2 separate regions of the Lactuca sativa genome follow, and region 1 is linked to region 2. Evidence: chromatin contacts called from public Hi-C data. All regions are on one chromosome and are shown on one strand. Each heading gives the region's core, a stretch centred on a gene start, on an enhancer-like site or on the middle of the called end of the contact. The rest is flanking DNA. Distances are from core to core; before and after follow the strand shown.

Region 1 (6,851 bases), core at 416-2,915, 140 kb after region 2:
ATGCAAATATCTTTAAAAAAATTATGGAATAAATCTAGAAGGTCTATTCAGTAATGAAAACAGCACATGGCCATCAGTACAATTAGTTGTGAGTATTATGTTGCAAATCTTGCCTTCTTTTCTGTTTTGCTTGTAATTTGTAGTGCAGACATCTTTGTAGAAATGATGGCTGCAAGAAACCATCCATCCATTAGAAACACAAACATATCAATGAATTATAGCCTAAAAGATAGGCAAACAGAAGATGAAGGGGAGAAGAGAAGAGAAGAGTGAAAGATAGGAAAAATGAGAAAGTCACATTTCTAACAGCACGTCGTTGAAGAATGTTGTATAGTTCTACAGGCTTGCAATAAACTGAAAGGCTTTCTTCAGCTGCAGTTTGCTCTTCCTGAGACAAATGAGCACGAGCTTCATGGCGGCACATCGGATCTGAGCATCTAGAGTAACTGCAATTGCAAACAGATTTCTTGTTCCATGAATTTGAATTTGCATATCTTTGTTCATGCACCACGCAATACATTGTAAGCTTCAGAAAGCACGAGGTACTCAAAAGGACAGACAAATAGATGTATGCAATTGCAATGTAAAGAGTATGCCTGTTCCATGATCACCTAAAATGAAAAATGGAATGAATACACTACACCCATGAAAGGAAAAACCCAAAGGCTATCAAATTTAAGAATCTCATACACAGTTCTAAACAATTCTTAGTTATACAGATAGAGGACATAGAATAGCCTGAAATGGAAGGTGCAGTACGTGGTTTCACGAGCAACTAAAGATATGCCGGGCATTCTTGTTAGACACTCCTGAATTGCAACCCCATACTTATCTGCGCCTCTGTGGGGAAAGTCAGTTTAAGCCCCTGCACACCTGCATTGAATATATCCTAGTGAATTAGTCATGTTTCAAGCGAATAATTGAATGGCAAAAAAATGATCATTACATAATCTCTGCATGTGTTTCTTCTTGTTTCATATCACCAATTGTTCTGATGACATAAAACAGAGTCACATGGTGTACCTTAAAGAAATTTAGTTCTAGTAAATTACTGAAGGTTCAAATATCACCCATCCATACCATATACAAACGGATGCAAAATGAATGACATTTTTCCAGTTGCTAAAACTTTCCACTTTGAGACTAACGCACTACTGTAATCAATGAAGCATAGGTGAAATTTTATACCGACCATTTATCTTCTTAAAAATATCTCAGTTAGTTCCAAAAACTGTATTCTCGTCTCTCTTAAATACTTAATGATCAATTAGGTAAAGCAACGGAAACTGTAACGAATTAAACGCAAATTAAACAATTCCGTAATTGAAATCAAGGAAACAGGGAAATATCAACCTTATTCTCTGCATCTTACGTAAAAACACTACGAACATCGAACACAGGATCGTTGATCAATATCAATAATTAATGTATTCAGCTGTTATTAATCTAGAAAATCGACAAAAACAAGGAGCAAAACTGATATGAATTGGAAAATTGAAGATTTTATAGTACCTTATATGTATGTTAAGAGCCCTAATTTGTTTGAGGGGAAGAAGGAAAGCAAGTTTGGGGAAGACTTGCAGAGTTTAAAAAAGCAACGGCGTCTTTGACTATTATCACGGTATGATTATGTCACCAATGTTTTAGGAAAATCATTTCATCTATCTTATCAATTTATTATCAATTTATGACATATGTCAAAAAGCTTATGTTATATAAATATGTTTTTGTTTTTTTAGAAAATTTTAAATTTTTGATAAGTTTTAGTTTGAGTAAAATTCATGAATGGTCCGTATGGTTTGGGGTAATTTATATATTTGGTCCCTAACTTATTTTTTTAACTCGAAAGGCTTTTACTGTTTGTTTTTGTTGCATGTTTGGTCTCTATTTTACTTAAAAAGACTATTTTGTCATTGATTTTTTAATTTATTTAAATAAACACACCCCAACCTTACTTCTACCTCATCTTACTTTACCTTACCTACTCCATTTTATTTAAATAAATTAAAAAACCAAAGGCAAAATAGTCTTTTTAGGTAAGATAGGGACCAAGCACACAACAAAAACAAATTGTAGGGAACTTCCGAGTTATAAATATAAGTTGGGGACCAAACATGCAAATTACCCAAACTATAAGGATCATTCGTGTAATTTACTCTTTTAGTTTTAGTCCTTTTTTCCAATGAAAAATCCTAAAAGCCGACTAACATTGACAAGTCAGGGTTAAAGGGTGGTTAATGTGACATCACATAACATTGATAATTCAAGGTTGAAGGATGGTTAATGTGACATCACATGACACATCAACGGTTTTTCTTACCTTAAGAAAATCATTTTTTTTTGGGGGGTGGGGGGGGGGGGGGGAGAGAGAAAAAAAAGGAAAGGGAACTCGAACCCATGACCTCCCACTCCCCAGGCAATCAACTTAGACAAACTCCAACCAACTACTAAAACACTTAATAAAATGGTATTTTCATTCCAATCAATCTTTAGAAAACACTATTTTAGTGTTTGGGAAAGCTTCACACACCAAATATGAAGGCTAAATTATATGGCCTCTAAAAAACATCATTTTAGTGTTTGACTGTAATACAAACTCTATTTTAGTGTTAAAACAATCACCAATTTAGTGTTTTATGCTTGGAGTTGCTCTTATGTGTTGTTTTTTTTTTCTATAGATCTTATTGTCCTCTTTTGTTTGCGTCGCGCAGACTACGTGCATATATTAGCCTTTGTAGACTGTTTGTTTTTTTTAATACTGCAAACCTAAAAATATATGTGCGCCCTTTTTTTGGCTCAAATGTGGACCAGACTCTTCTAACATCTCCAAACATCTTCTAACCTAAAAACACACATATATCTTTACTTTTTTAGTTTTTTTAATTTAAATTTATTCAAACTTTATTAATGATATACAATTTGAAAAAAAAAAAAAAAAAAAAAAAGGTTACACTACGTTAAAAAAATGTTCGACGACACAAACATGATATTTTTGACAAATTTATAAATAAATATTTATTAAAAATAATGGTCATTAAAATTGTTTATATAAATATAAAAAAATCTTAATATATTATTATATTTTTGTGCCAAATTTTATAAAACATTATTTAATACCTTATCGTCAATTTCTTGGGAAAATATTTATGGTACGTTTTTAATTGATTTAATTGAAAAAATCGAAGTTTTATTTCAATCCATTTATGTATCAAATTCTTTGATTCCTAATGACAATGTTTAGGTATAACTTTGCGACCAAAATTGTTGGATTTTATCAAATATATACGTTAATTTGTATCATTTTTATTTTCACTTTTTATACAATAATACATAAAAGTTGATATAGATTTGTTAATTACTTATAACAAAGTCATAAAAATATTAATAAATCAGTCTATTTAGATTTTAGTTTATTTTAATAACCTGAAGATGTTAAAAAAACAAACAGTTTTTTTTTTCAAACTGCAGACATTTGGTCCACATTTTCTACTGTAAAGATCTACAGATGTGGTCCGCATATTGCAAACATTTTGCTTTAGAAAAAACAAACAGTACCTTAACCAATTGTGCTACACACCTTTCTATCATTTCTTCATTCATAATTTTTATTAGAGAAATCTCTAGTAAACTTGCCTTGAGAGAGGGATGTCACGAGTTTGTGTCGCCCTCCTTCGATTTCTCCCAAAAAAAAATTGTTTTTTTAAGTAAGGAAGGGCAATGATGTGGCATGCTACATCAACCACCCTTCCACCTTGGCGTACCACCTCAGTAGGTTAAACTAAAAATGTAAAAAAAAAAAAAAAAAAAAAAAAAAAAAAAAAAAAAGTTAAACTGAAAATGTTAGTCGGTTTTCAGGACTTTCTTTCATAAAAAGATAATAGACAAAATTGCAAAAATTGTCCATGTGGTTAGCTAAATTATATGGTTTTGGTCAAAAAGTTTTAGTGATGTATTGTGGTCCAAACATTGGATCTTTTTATTGTTTTTGGTCTCTAATCTCTATACACTTAAAAAGATGATTATGCCCTTATAATTTATATTTTTCATTATCTTTAATTACTGAAATACATAAAACTGATTTACTTTATATTTTTTTAACTTAAAACAAAAAAATAGAAAAGGGCTCACCCATCCCATTTCTCTTTCCCTCTCTATCAACAAAAAGCACTTACGCCATTTCTCTGTCATCATCGTTCCCTACCACTATCCGTCGCCGACCACCTCTATTTCCCTCACCCTTACCCCCATGTCTCATTCATTAACCCGATAAAAGTTCACCAGCGACCAGCACACCATCATTCACCACCACTATCAGTCGTCATCCACCTCATCCTCACTGTCCTCTTTCCCCCCTGTCTCTTCGGAAATCACTCACAAAGCTGAAAACCACTATTAGCATATCCCCCGTCTTGCCCAGATCTAAACCAAGTACCCAAATCGATGCAAGGGGTGCTTAAACCCATAAATTAAACCCCACCCCCAACATCCTCTCTGCTATGTCTCACCGGAAACCACTGATAACCGCCATTCTTTCCTGAAACTACCGCCAATGCCATCATTATCGTTGAGGAACCGTCATAGAAAACCAACGAAGTCGTCCTTACCCTTGATCGGCGTTGTCAGCTACCCAAAGCACCTTCACTGTCATCCAATGGCCTTTATCACCTCCACAACCTCTATCTCCATCTGTTATAGCCTTATGCACGAGCATAAACCTTCACCATCCCACCAAAAGCACCCCTCCACCTTCGAGCATCACCTCAATCGAAAACCACTACATAGCAACACCTCACCAGGTAGGGGTGTTCACGGGGCGGTTCGGTTTGGATAGTAATAAAATTGTGAACCGTGACCGCGGGGCGGGTACCTCATGCGCACTAACTGAAACCGAACCGTATTGACAAAAAAACCGAACCGGACCGATCCGTATGAAAGCGGGTAACCACGGTTCGGTTCACGGGTACCCGGTAAAATATAAAAAATTAAATTAAATTGAAACTACAAACTCCATTTTAGTTATCTCTTTCTTAAAATTAGTAAGTCAAAGAGTTTAAAAAAAACATAATGAAGTTTAAATATTATATCTTATAATTTGTATAATAAATACAATAATAAAATTAACAAGAAAATCAAATGAATTTAGAATTACAAAATTGAAGTTGTCGATATGGATTTTTGTTTAGGTTATTGAACTGTAGATCAATCAAAACAATACTAATGAAATAATATTTTTTTTACTTATATATATATATATATATATATATATATATATATATATATATATATATATATATATATATATATATATATTATCAAACGGTTCGGTTCGGGTATCCGCGGATACCTAAATATGAAAACCAAAAACCGACCCGTTGATATCCGGTTTTTTCGGTTTCGGTTTTTTTCGGTTTCGGATTGGCCGGTTCGGCTCGGTTTTGCGGGTTTTTTGTATACCCCTATCACCAGGCCTCCATATTCACCATATGTTGTCACCATCGGGCCTCCTTTCAGCGATTAGGGTTTTTAGCCGCCACCACTAGCTACATCTGAACTTCGATAATCTCCAATCTGGACCGAGAAAGGTAAACAAGATATCTCCATCGAAGAAGGGAAAGCCTAACGTTTTTTTTGCCTCTTTCTTTTGCTGGTACAACCATTGGAGAAAGCGAATGGCATGGCGGTGGTCTAATAATGACGGTGGTGGTGTCCGAAAAGTGGGTCTAATGGTGGTGGATCTTGAGGGGGACGATTTGTGGTTATTGGACGATTCTTGGCTCTTGGAATGCACGGTGGTTTTTTTTACAGGATATAAAGATATAGGGAAGAAGAGGTGGGTGGGTGGGATTTTTATCTTTTATTTATTTTTAATTAGAATAATAATAAAATAGTTAAAAGAAATTAAAAAACAATAATTTAATGGCATATTCGTCATTTGAAGTATGGTATAGACCAAAAAATTCAAACCATAAAGACCAAAATCAGACAAGGTAATCAAAATTGGACCACTAATGCACCACTAAACTTTTTTGGACTAAAGTCGTAGAATTTTGACAATCATAGGGACCATTTTTGCAATTTTATCAAGATTTAGACTAAAACGTAAAGTGAACCAAAATTTTAAGACTTTCTGCAAAAAAAAAACATCAAATACATTCTATTAATGTCGTTGTTGAAAAAGAATCCGCGATACATAAAAAAAAATAAGGAGAAACAATGCAGACTCTTTTACAATGGCAACACCAATATGCATTGTCAATGAAAGAAACAATATATAGGTTGATACGAATATGCATTGTCAATGAAAGAAACAATATTTAGGTTGACACCAATATAAACGACATGATGCTTATATGGTTTATAATTTTTTTTTCTAGCTACTATATATAATGACATTAAAGAATATACCTACGTAATGATATTGCTTATAACTTTTTTTTTCTAGCTCCTATATATGAGTAATAACATTATAGCATTTGCAATTCTTTATTATATATTCTCATATAATTATTTTAAAATCTAAGGGTTGTTTGGTTCACTGGAATTGAAAAGAATTGGAATTTAATTCCATAACTTTTCCTATGTTTGGTTCAAGTTTTGAGAAGAAATTGGATTCTTAAATGTGTCTAACTTTCCTTACATTGAGAGAAAATAAATTTCATCTAAAAGATAAGGAAATTTAAATTCCTTTAAGTGGGAACATTGAAGATTACCATATTACCCTTTTCATTTTTAACATTAAATATAAAAAACCTCCGTCACTACTCGTGACCACCTCCACCACAACTTTTGCCACCACTACCCAGCATCTCCACCACCACACACCATCTCCACTACCATCCACCACCACCACC
Region 2 (6,851 bases), core at 4,044-6,543:
ACTACTTAACCGGATGTTGGAGGATTATGGTGATTGTTATTTCATGTATGTTTGGCATACATGTTTTTAAATTTTAATTAATGATTTACATTATCAGATGTTTCTTCTATTGGTTTTTAATATTTTTAACAAAATCCAGGTCAGCATTGCGCTCATTCCAAAGACGGGTCACATATGCAAATGTTGGCTATGATCGTATCCTTTGCACCCTATTAATGTGGCTGAAAATATTATATAAAAGAGTACGTTACAATTTTAGTGATATTTTTTTTGGGTTTTGGTCCCAAAAGGAATTGGTTTGCAAGTTTGGTCCTTATTTTGATGTTTCGTGATGCTTTTGGTCCCTTGATAACTAAATCTAACTAATTAGTTTGTTTTTTTAATCAAAATGACCTCTTTGCCCTTTGGACCTAAAGAAAAATAGGTGACCAAATCTATAATTATCTCTTGATTTTATTATCAAACTTTTTTATAAAGTATCATGTATTTTATTTTTAGTTATCTTATAGGAATGTTTTTTTAGTTATTTTTCATTTAAAAAGGACCATTTTTTCCTTAGCCCACCAACATTTTTTGTTCATTATTTTTTGAATTTTGTAAATACCAATGTCTTGAATATGAATACAATTTGCATTACAATAAATTTTCATATGTAGTAATCTGTTAAAAAGTTAGAATTTTGCAAATTGTGTCCGTGTTTAAACTAGTAGTATTCACATTTTACAAGATTGAAAATTATGAACAAAAAATGTCAATGGGCCAAGGAAAAAATGGTCGTTTAAGGTAAGATAATTTAAAAACTTGTAGTTTTTAAGATAATGTAATAGAATACCTTATTATTTTGAAAATAGTTTAATAATAAATTTATGAGAAAATTACAAAATTGTTCCCTGTGGCAGACTGTTTTGCTTTCTGGTTGGTCCAAGGGCTAAATGGTCATTTAAAAAAATTCCTAACAACTGATGGGTTAGATTTAACGATTGAGAGACCAAAATTGTTACGAAATATCAAAATAAGGACCAAAATTGCAAGCTAATTACTTTTGGGACCAAAGTTGTGATTTAATGATTGAGGGACCACAATTTGTGATTCATTCTTTACTTTCCTTGGTTTTCCCTAACTAACAAAATTAGATATTGTTGGCTGGAGAACTTCATCAATTAGGCGTAACATAGAACTACCAAAGGTACATACATCATAAGCTTTAATATTTTTTGTCAATACATCAGTGTACATTTTTAATTGTTATTTTATATATTTGATATTGTGGTTGTAGTGGGAGGACTCTGTAAATGAAAAGTATCCTCATGTTGTGTACGAAGAACGCTGCAAGGCGTATGATTTTGAGCCAGATCTGACAAGTGGCGATAATTCAGATGATGTGGAAGGTTTGTTTTTGGGGATGTTTCTTTTTGACTTAATGAACTTAATGGGTTAAGCCCTTAATCTGGACAGATATATATGGCTGTTTCTTTTTTACTTAATCTAGACACAAATTAATGGGTTAAGCCAAATAAGTTGTTTACTGTATTAACTATTAAGAGTTAAGACACTGACCTTTACCTATTTACCATTTTATTCCTTTTCCTCCCAACTCCTCTCACGTTAAAATTGATGAATATCGTGGATTTTTTTTTGAATGCAAGGGTAAAATGGTCATTTAGTAGTTTGTTCAGTCCATAAATAAAAGAAACAGACTTTGATGTATTCAACACTTTATCCGGTCAAACATCATCATGACATTATCCATTCAGTCACTTTACCCATACTGTGGACAAAATGTTTCAATGGGTTAAGTAAAAAAACCTGGCTTAATGTATTAAGAGACTAACCCCTTTATCTATTTGCCCTTGTTCAATTTTCCTTCCCAATTCCTCTCGAGTTAAAATTGATGAATCTTGTGATTTTTATAAACTAAGGGCTAAAATGGTGATTTAGTATCATTCAGAAGGTTTATTCAGTCCACAAACAGACTATATGTAATTATGTATACAACACTTTACCTATACAAGACTTTAATCATTGATGTTACAAAGGATTTTCATTTGTCCTAATTAAATTAAGGTTTGTTTTGTGGTACAGAGGAACTTGTGACTGGGCTTTCTCGTGTATCATGGGAAAAAGTAGATGTGAGCTTTCACAATAGTAGATCCAGGTTTGCTGCTCATAGTGTTATTCAGGTACTACTTTTTTTTTTTTTCTTATCTTGTAAGCTAAGCTTAAAAACAAGAAATTTTACAAGCAAAGAAATAGTAATTTTACTTTTATGCCCTTATTGGATGTAGGTAAAAGATGACAACCTGCATACAGATGGGGCAGATGTTATTCAACATATGATTGATCATTTTTGTCTTTAGAACTCTTGCCAGCTATCTACTAATTAAGGTACTGGCTTAGAGCGTGTTGTACAGAAAGCAGTTTGTGATGTAATTCCAAGAATTAATACGCGAAACACATGACATGGCTGTGTTGTTCAACTATAATATATATATTTCCATATAAATATTACATCACAAATTAATATGCAAAACCCATGTGTATATCACATGCGTTATGGCCATTTTTTCAAAGTTTAATGAATATACCCATAATTGATGGTATGTTAGACGTAAAGAAAATAGTTTTGGGACTTTATTGGACATTTTTGATAGTTGGTTGCTATTTAACAACATTATCCTACATACATGATGAGAAGATGTCTCTTGAAAGGAGTCACTGAGGTTGAAACATGTGCCTTTGTTAACTAAATTCCGCATGCAATTATGTACCCATGTTCTTGCTGGTTTAGTTATACCAACTTGTTTTATTTTTAGTGTACTTTTTATTTCTATCTTGTCTTCCATACAAGAATGCCTGATGTGAGATTGTATTTAGATTTGGGTTGAAGTGCTTCTAAAAGTCTAGTTTCATACATAATTTTTGATGATAGGATGTGTTGAGAATAAGATTTTAGCTTTTGAGAAAAAAAAATTGAACTTAATAATTTTTTTTGGGAAGTACAAGCTTAAAGTATTCATTTTAAACAAAAAACTATTAAATCCAAAAGCAAAATCAAGTAGTTTTGAGAACTTTCTAACTTTCATGTTATTTTATACTTTAGTGATAATGAATGCTTGCAACCATAATGGTATGCAAACACCCCACTTGTTTCAAACTACTTGCATTCAAGAATAATATCGTTCCTATTCTTCATTCTTAACGTACGAAAACATATGTTCAAGCATGGAACCTTTTTATGCACTTTTAAGACATGAGACTTGATATGATGAATACAAGTGATGTTTGCATTGAGGTTAATTAATGGATTGTAAGTAGTAGAGAATGCATACATGTCATGTTAGTACTAAAATGATCAAGTTGTGAAATGTATAGGGTGGCATCACGGAGTATAAGTTATGATCTCTATAGATTTAAATGTTTAAACCGAGACGATTTAAGATGCCTTCAAGCAGGATGTTGAGATTTAGCTGGAAGAATGAAAAGTTTTTCATCCAACATGGAACGATCTCTTTGGCGTTGCATGAGCAAAATCTTAAACAAAAGGTGTTATGTGATATTCTTCCGAGTATATCATAGAGTTACTTTGTGAATTTAATGTTAGTTTGTGATGCCATTCTCAAACTACATAATAAACTTATAAATTGGTTATTATGTCACATATGATATTTTTTTTGTTGTTTTATATTTTTTTAATTAATATGATTTAAAATTTCAATCCAGTAATCTGATATTGTGACACATTGAGTCAATTATGCCTACTATATCATAAACTAAAATTAACTTTATATTAGAAGAATAAATATGTTTACTTGTGAGCTATTTGAGATTAACTTATTAAAAGTTTGACTCAAGCTTGAGTTAAACGAACTCGGACTTAGTTTTAGGCTCATTTATTAAATAAGCCAGAGCTTGAGCTTCATCTGTTAAGCTCGATTAGGTGCGTGAGCCTAAACGAGCCTATGCATATTTATATAATATAATTTTTATTTTTAATTTTAGATATTAAATTATAATTTAATATCAAATATTAAATAATGATAAACAAGCATTTTAACGAACTTAAAAAAACAAACGAGCTTGATATTTGACTATTAACCGAGACGAGCTCGTGCTGAATTTAAGCTTGTTTATACTTAGGACATCTACAATGGTTAGTTCAATGAGATAGTTGAATGAGGTGAAAAGTCCATGTGTCATTCTATGGATTTTGAGTTCAATAACCATTGAACTATTTAATAGGAAAAATAAAAGTTTTTAATTCTTAAATATTTACTATAAATTATATTTTGTAACATTCTATTGAATTTTATAGAGTTTAATGTATTGTAGAGAAAAAATAATAGAATTATATGGATTGTAGAAAGATAATATTAGGGATGAGCGTGGGACAGAACCGGTATCGACCCGTACCGTTCCCGATTTCCCGAAAACCGAATTCGATCAAAAGTTAATCCCGAGTACCGAACCAAATTAAAATCACTGGTACCGGTACCGGGAATGGTACCGGTTTTCAGTATTAATACTGGTACTGGCGGTACCGAATCCCAAATTTTGTGTATTTGGAGGACCAAGTACCGTCCCATATTTTTAAATTCGATACGGTACCGGTACGAGATCGGGATTTGAAAAAAACTGCTCATCCCTAGATAATATGACAATCTATTGAACTTTATGGACTTCAATTTATCTGACAATTAAGTCGAACCCAAATACTTTATGGAGTTCAATTTACAAACCGAACACGAGCTTTGAAATCAAAGCCGAAGCTCAAGCCTAGGGGTGCAACCGAGCCAAGCTACTCGCGAGCTACTCGAGATCGGATCGTTAAAAGCTCAACCCGAAATCGATTTTAAACGAGCCCGATCCGAACTCGAGCTTAATATTAAGCTCGTTTATTAAACGAGCTCGAGCTTAAGCCTATGTCATTAAGCTTGATTAAGCTCGCGAGCCTAAACGAGCCTTTATATAATATAATTTAATATTATTTAAATATATTAAAATAAACACATATTAGGGAAATTATGGATTTAGGATATTAGTAAACGAGCTTCTTAACGAACTTCTTAACGAGCTCGAACCGAGCTTAAGCTTATTTAGACACGTCAGATAAAAAACGAGTCGAGCCCGAGCCCGAGTCGAGCTTGTATAATTCCTTACGAGCTCAGTACAAGGAAGCTCGAGCCTTATATAACTTAAACGAGCCCAATCCGAGCTTGACCTGGCTCGGGCTCGACTTGTTTACACTCTAACCTAAAAGAATATGATGTGAAAACATAAGAAACTAAAATTACCTTTTTGAGAAACACTTATGTCCAATTTCGACGGTGATTCATATATTCGCTCGAAATTTTGTATCGATTTGACCATCGCCGTTACCAAGACTAACTTCAACCTGCATATACTCGTCTCTCCGCCCAAAATCTCTTGGAAAAAGCATTTGATTCATTCATTCATTCAGTCAAAAATCATACTATCAATGGATCTTTCACTGGCTTCTTCTCCAAATCTTCAGCTTTCTCTCACTAAAACGCTACCATTTTCTCCCAGATTCTACAAGCCCCTTCTCTTTTTCACCAATTTCACTTCTAAACCGCAAATATACTCCAGGAAGTCCTTAATCACCGGTTATTACCCTATTAGAGCTCAAACTTCGAATCTGGGTAACACTCCGACCGATGACGACGACGATGAAGGTTTCGTCCTCGAAGACGTTCCTCACTTGACGAACTTCCTACCTGATTTACCGGTAGTTTACATCTCTGTTTCACTTTCCAAGTCAATCAAACAAGTTCTCAGTTTTGAAATTATTTATGTTCTAAAAAAAATGATGATCAGCAAGATATGATACCAACAAGAAAATCTCCGTATCCGCGTTAGTGACGGAATCCTATTTATTTGGAACTTGAATCCACCATTCTTACCCTGAAGAATCAACTTTACCTTTTTGGGAGTAGTCCAAGTTTGATTGAGAGCGGCATATTAATGAAGTTGATTCATTTTTGCGTGTGCATATATGTTGTATGCGTATTGATGTATATTTTTACAGAACAAATGAAATCACCTAATGTACTTTATCCTTTAGCCTTCATATATGATCCCTTAGTTCCGATCCTAATCCTACCCATTTTCCAAAATCTACGAAGATCAAAGATACATCTTTCTGTCAAAAATTTCGTGAACCTGAAGACATTTGTCATTTTAAACTAAATGAGACTCTTTTCTTACTTGGTTTTTGATAATCTTTATTTTAATCTTTTTTCTTGCAGACATATCCAAATCCGTTAGAGTACAGCCAAGCCTATGCAATCGTTAAGTAAGTTTTTTCCTTCTTTCAAGATCTTTAATGTTATGCTTATAAAGTTATAACCATAACTTGTGCACTAATCTTTTTACAAAACATGCCTACTTTTGCAACTTACTAAATACATTATCACTCTTTTCCACAGGAACACTTTTGTTAGTTCAGAAGATGTTGTAGCACACCAAGTACATAAACTATTTCTCTTAAACCATTCCACATAGACACATCCCTTTTCACCATGAAATCTAATTTGTTCTTAAACCTTGACATCTAATTGCAGATTGTTGTTCAGAAAGGCAGTCCAAGAGGAGTGCACTTTAGGCGTGCAGGACCTCGTGAAAAGGTAATATGTGATGATTTATTTAAGCTAGTTGTCACATAACATCACACATTATTAGTTCATTTTGGTCTAAGAAATTTTATAAAACATTAGGTTTATTTCAAGCCAGAGGAAGTACGAGCTTGTATTGTGACATGTGGCGGATTATGCCCAGGGATCAACACAGTCATCAGGGAGATTGTATGCGGGTTGAATTTTATGTATGGTGTT

Evidence for each region. A called contact is a pair of places that touch in the nucleus more often than the background predicts.
Region 1: a Hi-C map of leaf shows a contact between it and region 2, with 5 times the contacts expected there. The contact joins the promoter of LOC111905846 here to the promoter of LOC111905840 in region 2. A contact is called at or near these places in 3 of 4 Hi-C or Micro-C datasets (leaf and seed).

What each region holds. Positions count from the first base shown.
Region 1 is chr8:14,833,754-14,840,604 of Lsat_Salinas_v11, forward strand. LOC111905846 (polycomb group protein EMBRYONIC FLOWER 2) reads right to left here and starts at 1,666. Exons shown (of 22, transcript XM_023901568.3): 1 at 1,513-1,666; 2 at 760-873; 3 at 299-446; 4 at 114-169. The coding sequence starts at 794.
Region 2 is chr8:14,686,428-14,693,278 of Lsat_Salinas_v11, forward strand. LOC111905840 (ATP-dependent 6-phosphofructokinase 4, chloroplastic) reads left to right here and starts at 5,294. Exons shown (of 12, transcript XM_023901561.1): 1 at 5,294-5,746; 2 at 6,267-6,313; 3 at 6,447-6,486; 4 at 6,582-6,644; 5 at 6,735-6,851. The coding sequence starts at 5,309. It overlaps LOC111905842 (putative lipase ROG1), which reads left to right. Exons shown (of 10, transcript XM_023901562.3): 5 at 1-45; 6 at 140-195; 7 at 1,134-1,186; 8 at 1,277-1,388; 9 at 2,083-2,180; 10 at 2,286-2,530. The coding sequence ends at 2,357.